Linked DNA regions of Arachis hypogaea: region 2 is linked to region 1. Evidence: chromatin contacts called from public Hi-C data. All regions are on one chromosome and are shown on one strand. Each heading gives the region's core, a stretch centred on a gene start, on an enhancer-like site or on the middle of the called end of the contact. The rest is flanking DNA. Distances are from core to core; before and after follow the strand shown. Region 1 holds the start of LOC112722623 (dof zinc finger protein DOF5.4). Region 2 has its middle 31 kb from the start of LOC112725946.

Region 1 (2,700 bases), core at 10-2,509:
AGTATTTTGATAACATAGGAACCAAATGAGAAAGCAAGTTTATGATTCAATTTGTCTTGATGCATTTGAGAATAATTCGAAATGGATATTGGAAGATTCACCACCATTTTTAACTCCTGAAGAAGTTGATGCTTTACAAAATGATCTTGCAAATATGTCTCTTCAATTACCTTTAGATGATTTAGGTATTTTTTTATTTATTTATGAATTATGATCAACTATGATTTTGGTATGCTTTATAATATATTTTATATTACTTTTGATCTTGATTTGTGAAACGTTATCTATAATGCTAGATCAATTGGATTTAGAAAATGATCGGAATGATGATAGGGCTAATAATTCTATGAAAAATGCAAATCAAAATAAAACCAATCAGGATGTAGCTCCACATTTGTCAAACGAATAACAATACCCCGACTTTGAAATTACTCCTTGGATATAGTTCATAGATTGTTATTCTTATTGTGTCTAATTAAGATACTATTGTAGTAGTACTAACTAATTTCATGTTTATCTTTGTATTAGTTATCTTTAGAATTTGAGACTTGGTTGTTCTTAAAATGGTGAAGATATGGATTTGAACTTTTTAAAATTTTTTACTATTTTTTATTTACGTGGAACCGGTTTTATCGATTCAACCAGTGATTTATCGATTGAACTAGTAAACTAGTAACCTGACTAGTTTGATCACCGGTTCGATTCTTACGACTATGCTTCTACCTTTAAGTACTAATTATATACTAAAAATTTAGATTATTGATATTATTTTAATTGTATTTTTTATAATAATACACATATCTCGTTTACACTACAAACGAAATAATTATGAATGTATCTCATTTATATAGTAAGAGATATGTGTTTTTTATTTCAAACTCCAAATATCTCATTTACAAACAAAGTAAGCTAAATTATGTAAATTGATAAATATGTTATAAATTACATATTTTGATAAATAAAATAATTAAATTATTTATTTAAAAAAAATCCTAAATAAATCCATCACTGAAATATCGATCATTTACTTTATTAAATTTATCTGTACGGAAGGTGCATGAGCTGCATGTAAAATCTGTTACAGCAACTGTTCCACGCTGGCAGCTCGAATTCCAAGAAGGCAGCCAGTCCATTACGGGCACCTGCGACAGTGGAGGATATTTTCGGCATTTAAGAAACTAGTCCCCAGTCCCAGTGGCTGAAATGGTAGTTCAGCCAACATTAAAGGGTTTGTTGGTCAATTCCCCTCTTCAAATTAAAAAAAAATAAAAATAAAAATCCAAAGAGATGAAAGAGCATTACATGGATATTTGTCAGTCACCAGACTCATAATCAAAATCACAACACAAACCACTCCTTCCTTTTCTTTTATTTTCTTCTCCAATCTCCACTCACTGTTCCACATGCACAAGTTAACCCACTGACACACTCCAAATTCTTCTCCCAAACAAAACCTCACTTCCTTCTTCAATTCCCTTATTATATTTATTACTTTCTTCTTCTTCTTTTTCCAACGCCCAAATGCAGGAGATACATTCAATGGGAGGCACCAGGTTCTTCGGCGCCGCTGCTGACAGGAGGCTCAGGCCACACCACCACCACCCTCACCAGAACACCGCCACCAACTGCCACCAGCAGCAAGCACTTAAATGTCCCCGTTGTGATTCACTCAACACCAAGTTCTGTTACTACAACAACTACAACCTCTCCCAGCCACGCCACTTCTGCAAGAACTGCCGCCGCTACTGGACCAAAGGCGGCGTCCTCCGCAACGTCCCTGTCGGTGGCGGTTGCCGCAAGTCCAAGCGTTCCAACGACAACAAGACCGCCAAAACCAGCAAAAATAATAATAGTAATAATAATAGCGCCACCGCAACTTCCTCCGCGGAAACGCCGCCGCAAACGACGTCGTCTCAGGCTCCACCGACGGACCAGAACTCCAATTCTCACTCCAGCAGTGAGAGCTCTAACCTCACCGCGGCGGCGGCGGCGGCGACCATCGGCACGACGGAGCTTAACTCTGATTCTTCCAAGTTGTTGATCCACGAGAATAACAACAACAACGCTTCCTCGAACCCTAATTTGGAGAGCGGTATTTTCTCTGAGATAGGGACGCTGACGAGCTTGATGGTTTCTTCCTCTTCGAACAACGATGCATTGGCGTTTGGATTTGGAGGTGGTGGTGTTGTTCCTGATGCGACGTCGTTTCAGTGGCATCAGCAGCAGAAGTTGCCGGAGAATCTGAACGGTAGTGGTGGGAGCTTGCTGGATCATCATGGACACGGTAGTACTGTAACCGTTGATTTGTCGGCACTTCCGAGCAAGACGGGAAACGGTGGATTTGGACCGTTGGATTGGCAAGCTGGTGTGGATCAAGGTTTGTTTGATCTCCCCAACTCCGTTGATCATGCTTACTGGAGTCAAACTCAATGGCCTGATCACGATAATTCTAATCTCTTTCATCTCCCCTGAGAATGCCTAAACAAATTAAATATCCTCTCAAAATCTCACCTCTTTTTTTTTTAATTTTATTTTTAAATATAACTCTTATTTTTATAACGTGCAAAGTAAATTTGGAATCAAAACTAAAGTTAGAAGAAATTGAAAAGAATGAAAGAAGATGGAAGGGGTTCGTATAATTAATCATCTGATGTATATTTTTTTTTCCTTTTTTAATTTGGGAGGTGATTGGGCTTGATT
Region 2 (2,700 bases), core at 138-2,637, 70 kb before region 1:
TATGTAAAATAAATATTAAATTAACAATTAATAATTTTCTTTTAGTAGTTAAGGATCTTTTGTATTTAGTGAGAGGTCTTTGATTCAACATCCACTTAAAACATATTTTTATATAAATATATAACATAAACATATATAGAGTGCGAGTTGGTCGAGTAGGTTGAAACTTAACCCGCACACTACCCGATCCGCACGAAAATCCTACCCGCTGCGGATCGGATTGACAACCCTATCTGATCGGGTGGAATCGGGTTGAGAATCCGCATGTAGGGTACATATTGCCACCCCTAGTCATAGACTCATACTCTTAACCCATAACAGTATATTCGAAAAATAATTAAAACATTTTTTTATAATATAAAAATCATGTTTAAGAGTAAAAACAAAAATTTTAATAAATATTATCTAAATATTTTCTTCTTATTTTTTGTGACGCAATTAAGTATGTAAGTAATAAAGGAGTTATCCACATAAAAATATCTTTATATAAAAAAAATTGATTATATTAAATAAGTTAATAATTAGAATAATTATGTTTATATAAAAAATATCGTAAGTGGAATAAACGTATTTGAATAGATAGAGATGTGGACAAGTACCGGTAGACCTAAATGGAGGAGACCCCCCTGGCCTTTCCCCGTCATGACCGTCCCATGTGCATGTGAACATGTTCCCATCAAATTACCTCTTCACTCATCACTTCCCAACAACGCTTTCACTCGATTTTGTTCCACTCCATCTCCATGCATGCCAACCCCTTTTCAAATTCACTCTTAACTCGCTAGATTAAGAATTAATTTATAGCATATTTAAATTTTATTTAAAAATTTATTATTAATTAATAAATTATTATATATATAAAATAAAATTCAAATTTTCTAATACTTATTTAAATAGACTAATTTAAATTGATGATCACAAATCATGATGTTATTACATTCATTTGACCAATCACCTAATTCAAATAAATAAGAAAACGTTCCACTCCATTTTAATTTCATTTAAGTGTTTGCCTCCCCACACAACTGGACTTTCAAAATTGAGCTTTCAATTTATTTATTGCTAATTAATTATTAGGACCTAATAATAATAATAATAATCAAACAATAATAGAGTAGTCGTGATTTTTAGGTGCGTGTGTCTCTTATGCACTTTGTCAAAGAGGGTCGCAATACACACACACCCACTTTTGTCTGTGTAGGGCAAAAACACATTACACACACGACCCTGTTAAATTGCATATGATACTATATTATATTATATTTGGCTATTTCATTTGCATTAAAATGTAAATAAGAATGGGGGGTGAAAATGACAAGGACATAGTCAATGGACGGTTCTATAGATAAACCAATCATATCATACAGCTAGCTAGCTAGGCTAGACTAGGCTGCTAGTGTTTGAAGAGGTAGGTCCTGCACACGTTACACAATCAACGCTTGAATCACACGCTCATCTAAACCCAACAATTATTGAAATAAATAGCCAAGCATTATTGGTAAGCTATGCTAGAGATATAATAAGGACTCTACTGCATGCTCTTATGTTTGTCATCGTTCAAATATGCCAACATAACTACTTTATTCATATATGTATATATCAAGTTTGAGAAAACCGTTTTGATTATTGAACCAGTTGAATTAAAGATTCAAAATTTTAAAATTTTAATTGGATATAATCAAATATATATATTTATAAAAAAAATCATTTTTATATTTTATTATTTTAAAATAATTAACTATTTAAAATCCTCTCGATTTAATCAATTTACCAATTTTTTGATCCATTCTTTTTAGCTTTTTTACTAATTTTTTATCTGAATCAAATTGATCCAATGATTGGTTTCGAATCAATTCGGCTAAATTAATAAATTCAATTCGGTTCTCATAATTTTAGTGTATATATATATATAAACACGCTAATTTTTAAAATAACATGACATATATAAATGATATAGGATATTAGCGTAGTTAAGATTTATATGGTATTTAGGTATTTGTAAATATCAAGATATCAATCTTTAAATGGTTAATATTTGTGTTTTCAAATTTCATTGTTAATTAACAGGTGATTATTCATATAATTATATAAAGTGATCTTTTATATAAAAATAATAATCGAAAATTATCGTTATTTGAACGTGTTATCATGCCTTATAATAAGCACATTATATTCAGTGAGAGAATTGACTTAATTATGTTACAAACATGCCCCTTCTAAGCTTTAAAGTTTGAGAAACTATATTAACTCAATACTCCATTAAACTTAATTATTTATTTACTTAATGAGACCGCAACAAATAAAATTATATATTAGGCAAAAGTTAATCACTACGGATTAGGTGCAAGACTTTATTTAGAGGGGGACCAAATAATATGAGTTAGATTAATTGAGAAGGGTGGTGAGGTAGTAGTGATGTGGAATAATTTGGGGAAACATTGGTACTGTATCAAGCTTGCCTTTGATATCAAGTTGATTTGGCCACTTTTAATCAGTTATCGTTAGGGAAAATCCATTCATTATGTGTAAAAATGTTTTTGTAATTAAATTTAATTAAGTTGACATCCGTCCAACAAAAAATATTTGCATACGTTATCGTTTTTTTTTTTTTTGTGCTTTTAATTAAATTTAATTAAGTTGACATAAGTCTAACAAAAAATATGTGTATATATTATCGTTTTTTTTATTTACTTTTTTTAA

Evidence for each region. Hi-C and Micro-C count contacts between places; a contact is called where the count stands out from the background.
Region 2: a contact with region 1 is called in a Hi-C map of an unstated tissue, with 2.5 times the contacts expected there. The contact joins the enhancer-like site here to the promoter of LOC112722623 in region 1. A contact is called at or near these places in 5 of 8 Hi-C or Micro-C datasets (leaf and an unstated tissue).

Annotation. Positions count from the first base shown.
Region 1 is chr11:130,345,856-130,348,555 of arahy.Tifrunner.gnm2.J5K5, reverse strand. It overlaps LOC112722623 (dof zinc finger protein DOF5.4), which reads left to right and starts at 1,259. Exons shown (of 1, transcript XM_025773717.3): 1 at 1,259-2,700. The coding sequence starts at 1,522. The coding sequence ends at 2,472.
Region 2 is chr11:130,416,463-130,419,162 of arahy.Tifrunner.gnm2.J5K5, reverse strand. No RefSeq gene overlaps it. Among protein-coding and RNA genes, the nearest start is that of LOC112725946, 31 kb to the left of the region's middle. Within about 2 kb of position 1,387, at least 3 of the 3 cell types and tissues checked have open chromatin away from gene starts, as enhancers often do.